Linked DNA regions of Capra hircus: region 2 is linked to region 1. The links are chromatin contacts, called in public Hi-C maps. All regions are on one chromosome and are shown on one strand. The core of a region is the stretch at or near the end of the contact, and the rest is flanking DNA. Distances in the headings are between cores, read along the strand shown.

Region 1 (6,838 bases), core at 2,325-4,824:
TCTGGGAAGATCCCATGAGTCTCGGAGCTTGCGCTCGGAGCAGCAACTCCGAGCAGCACTGTAGAGTCCAGGAGCTGCAGCTACTCAGCCCACGTGCTGCAGCAACTGAAACCCATGCACCCGTGCTCCGCAACAAGAGAAACCCCCACAATGAAAAGCCCAAGCACTGCACCTAGAAAGCAGCCCCCACTCGCCAGCACTAGAGAAACGCCCGAGCAGCAGTGAACACCCAGCACGGCCAAAAATAAATAAATAATTTACAGAAAACCCAGCTTCCAGCCAGTCATTGCTTTGAAATCCATGGCAGCTCCTCCCTAAGGTAGAGATTCCATCAGAGTCATTCGGAGTGCCCCACCCCAGCCTCGTCTTCTCACTCTGTGACTCCCAGTCCACTCTCTCAAACTCTTGCCCATGCCTCAATATTCCTGGCTCTACAGCCCCTTCCAAGCTGGAGGTAGTCGCTCCTCCCCCAACGCTCTCTCCTGGATTTTAGCGCTGTCACTTTTTATTGGCTTTATTTATGAGTCCACCTCGCCTCCAGGATCCTGGCCCTCAGCCCGTTGTGTCTGGTGCCTGGCGGTGCCATGGAGCCGGTCCTGGAGCCCAGGGGTCCGCTCCTGAGCACCCGTTCTTAGCTGAGGGATGGAGGCAACTTACTCCCCACTCCACTGGCCAGTGTGCACTAGCCAGGCCTCCAAGGGGCAAGGCTGTAACATGTGCTACCCTGAGAACGTTGCTCTCTGACCTTTCCTCCCAATTCCCCCATCAATCAAAACATGATTTCCAAGGAGCGCTGGCTTTTCCAGCCCGAGGGCAGCCATAGAACACAGCTTGCTTTCTGGCCGGGCGTCTGACACATCCTTTCCACTAGTCCACCTCATCCTGTAAGACTCAGTCCATTTGTTCCTTCTGGAAGCTTTTCGTGATACTCATCAACCACCCACTTCAACAACCCAGGCACACATGACCCCTCCTTCTGTCCCTCTGTATCCTGTGTGCTTGATTCCAAAAGCCATTGGCGGCCCCTCCCTGGCTAGAAGCTCCTTAGAGGCAGATGCCAGGTCGTGTTCATATCTGTGGCCCCAGCATCTGACAGGCAATACTCATTTGTTGAATGAAAAAGTGGACAGATGAATGAATGAATGAATGCCCCTTCTGTCTTCCTCTTTCACCAAGTTTTCCCTTTCCTTTGCAATTACATGTGGGTCCAGGGTTGTTTTGTCCACTAACTGTGATCATAGAGAAGTGACTTCATGTTCCTGGGACTCAGTGTCCCCTCTGGAAGTGGAAAGGGGTGGGGTAGAGCCAGAGGCTTTGTAGGAAGCCCCCTCCCCTCGATCCTTTGTAAGGTGATTCTGTTGTGTGACTCTGTAGGTGTCAGCACTCCTGGGTTAGAAGAACCTCCCAAGGCCACGCCCTCTGCCCTGAGATTCCTCCCAGGAACTCTGGTATCCAATTGGTCACGTTGTCCTCTCAACTCTATAGCTTTCAAGCCTTCAAATCCCCTACACCTGCCCCAGAAGGGCTTCCCTGGTGGCTCAGATGGTACAGAAGCTGTCTGCAATGTGGCCAACCCAGGTTTGATCCCTGGATCGTGAAGATCCCTTGGAGAAGGGAATGGCAACCCACTTCAGCATTCTGGCCTGGAGAATTCCATGGAAGAGGAGCCCGGCAGGCTACAGTCCAGGGGGTCACAAAGAGTCGGACACGACTGAGTGACAAACACTTTCACCCCGCCCCCCCCTTACACCTTTTCCTTAAACCACAGCTTGAATCCCTTCTCCATTTTCTCCCACGTGGACTCTAAGTCACTGCCCCCAGGACCTCCTGTCTCGTTCAAGTCCATCTTCTGCACAGCCCCAGACCACCAGCCCCAGAGCCTGGGCCCCAGGCCACCTGATCTGGGGGCAGAGGCTTCTGCAGGAGCCTGCAAGGTCTAGATTTCCTGTTGGAACCCAAAGTCCTCAACATCAACTGTTTCCTTCCACAAGGCTGTGTGATTCTACCTCCCGTGTTTTTCTCCAACTCCCAGCATCTGCCGTTTGTACTTTCTGTTCAAACACCCTCTTCCTAATCCACAGGGGACAAATTTGGCTAGTAGGAGGGACTTTCAGCTTCTCAGCACCTGCGAATCCATCTGTATTTGCCTCCACCTTCACTCTTTCCTGCCCTTTCCCTGAGACCTGATTCCTCCCCCCGCGTTGTGGTCCAGAACAAACCTGACTCCATACTGGATCTGTTCCTTTAGCTCTAACCTTTGTGCTCCGTTGCCTGTGCTTAGTCAGGCTGGACCTTTTGTCCATAAGATGTTGCTGATAGCCTGAAATACACATGACAGCCCACTGTCAAGGCTCTGACCTTTAAAGGTATGACATTTTTCCATTCATACAAAGATAAGAAGTGGCAGAACAGAGAATACCATTTGTCTTGTTGGAGGTTTATAGGAACACAGTGACCAGACCTACATGGACAACTGTAAGAACAAAGGATTCAGGTACCAAGAAGTTTGCAAGAACCAGCCACAACCCCTCCCCTTTTAGTATAAAAGAAGCCTGACTTCTAACTCAGGTAGCATGGTTCCTCGGACAATAGTTCACCATCTTCTCCATTGTGCTGGCTTTCTGAATAAAGCCGCCTTTCCTCGCCCTAACAATTCATCTCTCGATTCATTGATCTGTGTGGGCAGCAGTACAGGCTTGGACTCGGTCATAAAACGACTCTCGCTCTCTTCAGCTGCAATGGACAAGGTGGGCTAAAGGCTGTAACGACTCCCCCACCCCCCTACGATGTCTGAGGCTCAGCACAGTTTGCAGTCCTCCCCACGCCCTCACCGCCCTCCCCCTTCTTGGGGCTGCACACTCAGAGAGCGTGGAAGATCCCCTGGGGCCACACCTACAGGTGTCACACATCCCTTCTGCTTGCCATCCATGGGCAAGGCAAGGCGCATGTTACAGCAGGGAGGTGGGAAGGTAGTCTGGCTGTGCCCCGAAAGAAGAGGAAAACGTGGGCATGATGAACACAAGCATCTCCACCAGCTAGCCCCCAGGCCATAGGCGAGGCTGGCTAGAGGAAATCTCCACCTGGATTCCCTACAAGTTCCCCACTCCACACATTCAAAACTGAGCTCTGTAAGGTTCCCAGACTGGTTCTGCCTTCTTATTCCCATCCAGGGGGTGGTGCGATCACTCACCCTTCCAATTCCCTGACCTCGAGGCTCCTACACTCTTCCCCCACCACTGGTGTGTTCCTTAGACTTCTCTCCTGCACCTGATCTATTTCAGCGGTTGAATAACAGATTTCTCTGTGTATAGGCCATCTCGCCTCGATTTTTTTCTAAAAGGTACCTTACAGTGTGTTCCTTGCTGCTATTCCTTAGCGTGATTATGGGAGCCTCTCCCACAATTCAAAGGCTAGAGGAGACCTAGAGGCTAGAGCCCACCCTCTCCTGCCTCACACCCCACCAGCCTGCACTTCAGTTAGAGGAAATCAGCCTCAAGTTGCCACTCCTCTCAACACGCTCACAAGATGCCTCCAACACTGCTGCCCGCTCCCTCTTGGCAACTTGTCCTATTAATAGAAGGCACAGCTCAAGTATCACATTCCCAGGGAGCCCTCGAGGTCCTCCCCAGATGGAGTTGAGCACCACCTCCACGTAGATTACAGTTGGTCACTAACAGAGTGGACTCAACCACGTGGACGAGCTTAACATCGTGTCCTTCATCTACAGTACAAGTAAAATTTTTACATGCTAATAAACTCAATTTGAAACCTTGGGAGGTGGTTCTTTCTTCCTTCCTTCCTTTCTCTTTCTTTCTTTCTTTCCCTCCCTCCTTCCCTTCCATCTTTTATTGTGAGACAGATTTATCACTCCCATGGAATTTTAAGAATTCAAAGTATACAGCAATAATTATTTCTTCCAAAATTCAAAGTCAGTTCAGTTCAGTTCAGTCGCTCAGTCGTGTCCGACTCTTTGCGACCCCATGAATCTCAGCACCCCAGGCCTCCCTGTCCATCACCAACTCCCGCAGTTCACTCAGACTCACATCCATCGAGTTGGTGATGCCATCCAGCCATCTCATCCTCGGTCGTCCCCTTCTCCTCCTGCCCCTAATCCCTCCCAGCATCAGAGTCTTTTCCAATGAGTCAACTCTGCATGAGGTGGCCAAAGTACTGGAGTTTCAGCTTTAGCATCATTCCTTCCAAAGAACACCCAGGACTGATCTCCTTTAGAATGGACTGGTTGGATCTCCTTGCAGTAAAGTATACTACAGTAATTATTCCTATGGGGAAAAGGAAAATAAACAGAATTCCAAACTGTTGACAAGGAAACAGAGGAAAGATCTGTACTAGTTAGGGATCCTCTAGTTTTCCAAGTGGTGCTAGCGGTAAAGAATCCACCTGCCAATACAGGAGATGCAAGAGACCCGGGTTCGATCCCTGGGTCGGGAAGATCCTCTGGAGAAGGAAATGGCAACCCATTCCAGGATTCTTGCCTGGAGAATTCCACGGACAGAGGAGCCTGGGGGGCTACAGTCCATGGGGTTGCAAAGAGTTGGACACAACTGAGTGACTGAACCCTTTCACTTTGACTTTCCCAATTTCTGTACCTTTTCTTCCCTTTCCTTTTTATTGAAAAACTAGACTCATTCTTTCCTGAGCCCACCTTTTTCTTGAAAGTCTTCATCAAACATAGTAACAGGTTACTAACTTTCTGACCCTTCAGAAATACAGGCTCCCTGGGCACCTGGGTGGCTACAGGCACCAGTTTTACAAAATGCGTTACCACTTCCAGGATGGGTCTCAACCTCTCATACCTCCAACGATTTTATCACTGGCTGCCGTCGATGCCACCATCAACATTTCTGTTCTGACGGCAACACCCGAGTTCAGCATCATTTCTGTGTCAGCCTCGGGTCAGCCCCCGAGACAAGCAGATTCTCAGATCTCTGAAGGCTGACACACTCCAGGCTGGTTCCAGGTTAGTGGGGGAGGACACTCAGTCATTCACACACCCAGGCTGACAGAGGCTCTGTCTCACCCAAGGGCCCCAGATCTTCCCCACTGGGTCAGTGGAACAAGCATGGCAGATTGTGATTTTTTTTTTTTTTTAATGGCACATCACGCAGGATCTTAATGCCCGGACCTGGAATCGGACCTGTACTCCTTACTGGGGAAGTGCCAAATCTTAACCACTGGACCACCAGGGAAGTCCTCAGACTGGTTTTCTTACGGCCGAGTGTTCATCACTTCAGCTCTCAATCCGTTGGCTAAAACTGAGTTCCAGGTGGCACCGAATTTCAAAGGGCTGGGAGGTATGATTCAGCTGTGTGTCCAAGTAGGGAGGAAATGGTTTCTAGGGAGACCAGCTTCTACCAGCTTGCCTGGGACTTTCCTGGTTGTAGCACTGAAAGTCCCACTTCCAGGAATCACTCTCAATTCCCCAGCAAACCAGGACAGTGGGTCAGTCTGTCTCCATCTCTCTCTCCCCTTAAGGAGAGAAACACAGACTTCTGTTTTCTTGGTCCCCTAGTCTGCATTGCGGAGAAGGCAATGGCACCCACTCCAGTGCTCTTGCCTGGCAAATCCCATGGATGGAGGAGCCTGGGAGGCTGCAGTCCATGGGGTCACTAAGAGTCGGACACGACTGAGCGACTTCACTTTCATTTTTCACTTTTCACTTTCATGCATTGGAGAAGGAAATGGCAACCCACTCTAGTGTTCTTGCCTGGAGAATCCCAGGGACGGGGGAGCCTGCTGGGCTGCCATCTATGGGGTCGCACGGAGTTGGACACGACTGAAGTGACTTAGCAGCAGCAGCAGTCTGCATTGACTGCAGACCACTACCCAGACATGCTTGAGTATACCTGACACAATAGGGCAGATTGTTTTACTGAAATACAAGTTATTCCTGGAAACTGTGAAGCATGTATGATATAACGCTGTAGTACACACATCCACTAACATCTTTGTCCTTAAATGAGTCAGTTGTAAACTGTAGTGGAGGGGTCATACTCCCCTGAGGAATCGCTACCAATTTAACAACAGTTCCTAAAAGAACTCCCAGAAATATTTTTGCCGAAGGATTCATATGAAAAGAGAAGAGTGATTCAGGTATTTTGTCACATAAGGCAAATTTCTTCAGAAAACAAAGTACCCCATATCTCTAACAGGTGGTATTTGGGCTGCCCTTTAGGGCTGAGACTCTGTACTCCTTTCCAGTATAAAGAACAAGCCACAGGGGACTTCCCTGGTAGTATAGCGGTTGAGACTTCATCCCTTAATGCAAGGGGTGAGAGTTTGATCCCTGGTGAGAGTTTGATCCCATGTGGAGCTAAGACCCCATATGTTTCATGGCCAAAACACCAAAACATAAAATAGAAGCAATATTAACAAATTCAATAAAGACTTTCAAAAATGGTCCACATTGAAAAAAAAAAAAAAAAAAAAGCCAGGAGGGTACTCGGGAAAGGGTCTTTGAAGAAATTCACACATAGCTCCCCAGACAGCCTGTGCCCACTTTCTCTACTCAAAAGAGAAGTTTTCTGCATTGTTTTGTGCTGAAGGGATGAGCTGCCACTTAGGGTAGGAGTCTGGTTCTTGCAGATCTAGAAAGCAGGGAGCGGACACTTGCAGCCTGTGGGCCAGATCAGCAGAGCAGCCGTGCTTCTGTTTGGTCTGCATGATGTCTAAAATCAGGAATTTTCAGACAGAGCCTGGATTTCTGGATCTTGAAAAACGTGAAGATCTGGCAACACAAAGCTTGAGTTCGCACACAGCAACGATTGCACGGAGTTGAGCAGCACAGGATCCGGGCGCGTGTGGATGGAGTGTATTCTCA
Region 2 (6,838 bases), core at 2,092-4,591, 450 kb before region 1:
CCAGTGTTTTATAATTTTCTATATATAAGTCTTTTGTTTCTTTAGGTAGATATATTCCTAAGCATTTTATTCTTTTCATTGCAATAGTGAATGGAATTGTTTCCTTAATTTCTCTTTCTGTTTTCTCATTGTTAGTGTATAGGAATGCAAGGGATTTCTGTGTGTTGATTTTATATCCTGCAACTTTACTATATTCATTGATTAGCTCTAGTAATTTTCTGGTGGAGTCTTTAGGGTTTTCTATGTGGAGGATCATGTCATCTACAAGCAGTGAAAGTTTTACTTCTTTTCCAATCTGGATTCCTTCTATTCTTTTTCTGCTCTGACTGCTGTGGCCAAAACTTCCAAAACTATGTTGAATAGTAGTGGCGAGAGTGGGCACCCTTGTCTTGTTCCTGTCTTTAGGGGAAATTCTTTTAAATTTTTCACCATTGAGGATAATGTTTGCTCTGGGTTTGTCACGTATAGCCTTTATTATGTTGAGGTATGTTCCTTCTATTCCTGCTTTCAGGAGGTTCTTTATCATAAATGGATGTTGAATTTTGTCAAAGGCTTTCTCTGCATCTATTGAGATAATCATATGGTTTTTATCTTCCGTTGTCATTAAATAGTCACCTCTGTGTGAACAGGTACCTTGTGTGTTTTGCCCACCATTTATTCCCAGCACCAAAATCAGTGACAGAAACAAAGTAGACACTCAGTAAACATTTGCTGGGGAATAGTTTCTAGTTTCTAGCTCATCAGCATCTCAATGGATCTCTTGTTTGCCTACGGCTCAACTAACATTCAGTAGCCAGTGCAGGGTGCTCTGGTATCAGTAGAGCCATCACAGAATGGAAGCAGGTAGTTGCCAACTTTTTCTGGACCTTTATATCTATATGATGTGCCCCAACATTGTACTGGCTTTGGGGGAGCTGCGCTACATTGTCACCCTATGTCAGTCATCTCAAACCATTAAATCTTTTTCATGAAGCAGCTGCTAAGCTCTGTCTTCCCATTCTGTAATGGCATTGCTAGGTTATTACATTTTTTGATCATTAGTTCAGAATTTCACATATATCCATACTAAATTAAGCCCAATGAAGGTCAGTATGATCTTTTGCTTGTGACAATGTCATTAATTTTTTAGTTCCCCCAGCTTTCTACCAACAACATAATCAATGAATCTGACTTTAGCCTTCCAGAAGTAAGGCTTTCTGCATCACTTATGTCCAGTCTCCCCAAATCCTAGCATAAGGCCTGGTGTTTAGAGCATACTCAGTTGAATGTTTACAGCATACTCAGGTAAATATTTATTGGACAACTTGAAAGACATATCTCATAGTTTTCAAGTTTTGATTAAAATGTTAAAAAAGGACAGAATATTTTAGCTTTCTTCCAGAGACATTCTTTTCTGGTCTCTATCTCTCAATGTGTATTAATCCAAATGTATTTGGATTCAGCTCATTTTTCTCCTTCATCTTTGTCATAAGGAAGGTTTCGGGGATATTTTTCTGTCATCGAGGTACACTGCACTGACACTATAGAAACAATTTCAGTGAAAGATGTGTTTAGATTGATATAACTTGATGTTAAGGAACTGTACTGGCTCTCAGTAACTGTCAGCTCCTCTTCCACAGGTTCCAGAGTTTCCTTTTCTGAGCAGCATGTCTGATTAGCCCTCTTGTAGACACTCCAGTAGGAGCAGAATTTCTGGGAGGCAATTGTGAATCTACATTGACTTTTCAGGTTGCTGCAGCAGATCAGGATGTGTTGCAGGATGGGACTTATAGGAGAGAAGCAGCTACTAAAACTCCAGATGGTATATTTTTAAAGTATTTATATTTATATTTTTAAAGTATTTATATTTATATTTTGGATGAGGTAAATTCTCATTTTGTTTAGAAAAGCCATCACATATCCATATACATTCAAACTATAGCCACTGACAATTATAAGTAGGCATGTCCTAGGTATACCTCTAGGGATGCCACTATGCCCTGTTTAAGCAGGAGGATAATTTCTGGCACAATGCTCATCCTAGGTTTGGTCCAAGAGTACGCTGAATGGAGGAGGTAGGAAACAGGAGCTGGAGATTACTGTGCTCCACTCACATCCCCTGCTAGGGCCATCTGAGTTGAGTATGTTGGTTACATTAGCATTATTTTTTCCTCTATGCTATAGTAATGACTCTGGAATACTATGAAGGACCTTTCTTAGATTTCAATGTCCTCTAAAACCAAAGAGCATATGGAACAGACCAAACCCTTAGCCTCTTTCAACATAAAATGGAATGATCTTTCTGACTTGAGTGGCTTCCCCCAAACCCATGGCATAAAGAGCCACATTTCGTTGAAATCCACAGGACGTTTAGTAACAACCATGGCGTCTCCTGCATGATTTATGGCTACCTGTTCTCTGTGGGTTTTGGCAGGAAGAAGGGAATTCAGATTTGGCTATATATGGTCCACTTCAACAGGCTTGTTGCATCATTTTGGTCACGCTAATTTGAGGAGGCTGTCACTTTCCTCGAGACGGTGTCAGTATGATTACTATCACATCTCTATTCCATAGTCTGTAAATTAGGAATGGATAAGAATGCAGACAGTTCACAGACATGTTATTTTTTCTCATTTTTCTTTCTCTTTCAGGCACTCTTAAATGGCTTACGAAAATTGTTGCCAAACTTTATTTTTTGCTTCATAAGGCATAAGAGAGTTTCTCCATCCCACCTACCTGCGTCCCCTGTTTCTCACCCTTCTTTTTCTTTCTCTCTCTCTCTTTAGAAAATGCTCAGAAAAGCATGAATATCACAGGGTCAGAATATCATTACAAAGTACATTACCACTATAATGAACTAAATGGTACCTCAGTGTCTTAAAGAGTCTCTGCCTTGTCATACGTGTTGAACTGATTGCTGGAAAATACTAAACTGTAGGGAAGATTTTAATTCATAGCCCTTCTGGGGACAAGGAGGGCTCAGTGATTAAAAAAAAAAAAAATCTGCCTGCAATGCAGGAGATGGGGATTTGATTCTTGGGTCGGGATGATCCCCTGGAGGAGGCCATGGCAACCCACTCCAATATTCTTGCCAGGAAAATCCCATGGACATAGCAACCTGGCAGATTACAGTCCATAGGGTGGCAAAGAGTCAGACACAGATGAACCGACTGAGCACAAACACACACTGGGGCCAAGGAAAGAGTCTGGCTTATTTGAAGTGCATTGAGCTTAATGATATCAAGTACCTCCCTCGAAGAGTACTATTTGAATAAAAAGAATGGATAGTAGTAATAGCCCTATAAACATTTGCTGACATGCATTTATGGATTCAGTGAAGACATCTTACTTTCACCGCTTCCCTCTTTCTCCACCAGATGGCAGAAGAAGGGCCAATACGAGATGTACCAAAGGCAGGAAATAAACTGTGATATGTATTGCTGTGATTTTATTTTTATTATATGTCCTTGATGGAAATATCTGGAAATGAAGAAAAGGTTGTAGAGAACTGAGGTGAATCTTAGAATTTAGGTTGGAGATGACAAATTAAGCCAGGGATTACAGACCAAAGGATATATTAATCCTCTTTGTGGTATCCTGATGAAATGGCTACTGGGGACAGGAGAATGACTCAATGGGCTCACCCATTCTCCCTTTGTATTTGGAAATATAATAAGAAAGACAAGAGGATATGAGAAATGCTCATCTATCCAGTACTGTAATGGCTCCAGGTCTTACAGGAATTACATTTTCTACTCCTATTTACTGTCACTTTTGAAGCTAAACCCTTAAAATCTATCTCCCTGGATAGTTAAAATGTATGAGGAAATAAAAAGGGTTAGCTGGGGACCCGAGGGCCATCAGCCAATAAAAAGAAGAGCCTGCATTCTTACAGCCAGTAAATGTTTAACATCTTGGCACTGTCAAGGGTTGCCCAAGTTTATTTACCAAGTTCTTAAATAGACTGGGGAAAATACTTTATTATTCCTGTATAAATGGATTTAAAAGGGGAAATTTGTAAAAGACAGCGTGCTTCAGTCAGAAAACAATGCCATTCCCCTTTACTCTCCTCCATATCAAACACCGACAGCATTTCTCATGATTTACACAGTCTGTCTTTTGAGATAAACGTCCATTAGATTACAGCTGAGAGAGAAAGGGAGTGAATTGTAAAACAAAATTGTTTTGAGAATATTCTTTTCAGGTAATAACCTGCATGGTAGGAGTGGAAAATTAATTTTAAGACAGTGGATCAGAGATATTTTTTATCCATATTTGTGAAGAATATTTTAAGAAGCACACACATATTTATGATACTTTTTTTGCACAGCCACTCTGTTTTCTGAGACTTTGGCTTTAACCTTCTCTAGTCACCATAGCAACAAAGATACAAAAACAACATCCACACTAAGAGCTGAATATATGAGGTAGAATTTCCAATGATACACACAGAATGTATATTTGACCTAAGCATTACAAAAAGAGATTAATGTAATCTTAAACATAGTAAATTGTCTGAGTGAGTCATAAAATGGAAATAGTGTATATGGCTAGGAAAATGCAGTCTCATAAACGATCTGAAGAAAAATAGTCTTGGATTCCCCTTCTCTCCAGAAACTCCCTCTTGCCTTCTCCCTTCTCGCTTCCTGATGTAAAAGAATGTCATGGGGAAACTTGAAGAAAATCATTCTAAGGCTTTATTTTTCTTCTTTCTAAAGTCTAAGTCTATTTTCTGAAATAAATTATTTATTTTTAGACAAATCATAAACCTGTAATCTGAGACACAGGTCTTACGAAAACACTTCAGCACTTCCAATTCCTGGCTGTAAATTGCTTTCCTAAAAGCCCTTCTAAATGTTCACTCTGCATTCTGAAAGAAGAAAACAGATGCTGAAATTTCACCCTGATAAGCTCTGACTACTGTCTAGGGTGCTTCTCACACAGAATCCGTGAAAGCAGGGGGATGCATAGATTCTACAGTGGAATAAAGGCTAGACCCACGCTCACAGTTCTGCCCTGGACTTTGAGTAGCATCTTGAAAGGAACCAAAAAGAGGTCCTGCTCTCGCTGTGACAAGGGTAACACCAGCAGTGAGATGAATGAGCACTGGGGAGTTTTGGGGCAAGGCTGAAGAGCCACGGGAGAGAAGCAGGGAAGTGTGACCATCACAGACACAAAGAGAAGGGCAGCAGGGAGCCTCACACAGATGCTAAATAAACGCTCTTGGATATGATTGAGTGATCAAAGTGCGGTGTTCGTGTCAGGCAGTCTTAGCATCATCACCTACGGATGCCTTTGGCAAGCTAGATCCTGACTTATTTGGGGGGTTGGACTGTTGAAGGGATGTTGTGCCCTTGGGCTCACTGTGAATGGGCAGCCATTCCTCTTGATGGAGCCACACTCCTCTGGTTTTGGAAGCCTGTGTTGAGCACCTGCCCTGTGAAGAGCTGTCTCAGGTGTATTTTTCAGACTCCATGGGAGTTGCTACAACCTAGCTCTTCAGTTTTCTTATGTCTAAAATGAGATACAAGTCCAGCAGTAATAAGTAACTTACGTAAGTAACATTTAAGTACAAAAATCTAACTCATAATACTGCATGGTGGTAAAGAAACAAATGTAAGCAGCTGTTGTAAAACTTTAAGGCCCTTTTCATCAGAATGTTCTTCTGCTAGCATCCATCAAGGAGGTGGCATAGCAGAGTAGGGAGAATGTTGGCCTGAGAGGCCAGAGAAGCAAATTTAAGTCCAATACGGTTGGAGACCTGCCGTGAGACCTGAAAAAACCTCTCAACCTCTCTGCTGTCCAGTTTTCTCATTGGCAAAAGTAAAATGCTGGTCTAGAACACCTTATTTTGAATATTCGATTATTCTCATGAGAATTAACTAAAGAATTGAGAGCGTAGTGTCTCTGGTAAGTCAATTCTACTTCTGACTCCCTCAGATAATCCTCCAGACAGCCAGAAAAAAAAGGAGATACATTTACATTCAAATTTTCCAGTTGGGTTTGGGAAATCAGAATTAAAAGCCAACACATCTTACATTCCAGAAAACATGGCCCTAGGGTGGGGAAGAGAGAAGCCAACTGATACAGTTAACACCAGACCTGTCTCTGCTCCTGACCTGCCTGGCCACCCCTGTCCAGGTCAATCACTTGGAAAGGCTAGCAACCAAACAGCCATGTGCATAAAGCGTGTGGGTATGACAGCAGGTGGGAGAAAGAGATAAAAGACTTTTCTGGTCCCTAAGTAAATAAAATTTCTTTAGTATTGAGTGGAGAAAAATACGCATTATTATTGGTTACCTAAGACCAACTTTTAGGACTTTCAACACTCTTAGACTTTTCCAGTTAAAAAACAATGTGGTGTGTGCACGTACATATGCATTGTATGTACATGTATATATTATATCCTGGGCTTCCCTGGGCTCAGCAGTAAAGAATCCACCTGCAATGCAAGAGTCACAGGAGCTGCAGGTTTGATCCCTGGGTTGCGAAGATCCCAGGGATCCCATAGCAACCCATAGCAACTCACTCCATTATTCTCACCTAGAGAATCCCATGAACAGAGGAGCCTGATGGTCTACAGTCCATAGGGTTGAAAAGAGTCAGACACCACTGAGCAACTTATCACGCCCACATTATCCCTTATATAAGAATCCCAGGGAAGTGCTAGCCTTTCCACTAGTAGGCTCCTCTTTGATTCTACATCTTACTCTTTGTCTTTAGCAATAAGGCATAAGCCCAATGAGATACAGAGATTTGAAACTTGCCAAAGTCTTTTCTAGGTATTTTTCTTTGTGTGAACACTCCCTTCATCCCGCCTTCTGCCACAGTTCTCCCACCATTACAAAGTATAAGTACA

What was found. A called contact is a pair of places that touch in the nucleus more often than the background predicts.
Region 2: a Hi-C map of blood shows a contact between it and region 1, with 5 times the contacts expected there. The contact joins two enhancer-like sites. A contact is called at or near these places in 2 of 5 Hi-C or Micro-C datasets (both in blood).

The regions. Positions count from the first base shown.
Region 1 is chr12:71,870,702-71,877,539 of ARS1.2, reverse strand. No RefSeq gene overlaps it. Among named protein-coding and RNA genes, the nearest start is that of TSC22D1, 130 kb to the right of the region's middle. Within about 2 kb of position 3,574, at least 1 of the 5 cell types and tissues checked has an H3K27ac peak or open chromatin away from gene starts, as enhancers often do.
Region 2 is chr12:72,317,549-72,324,386 of ARS1.2, reverse strand. No RefSeq gene overlaps it. Among named protein-coding and RNA genes, the nearest start is that of LACC1, 150 kb to the left of the region's middle. Within about 2 kb of position 3,341, at least 1 of the 5 cell types and tissues checked has an H3K27ac peak or open chromatin away from gene starts, as enhancers often do.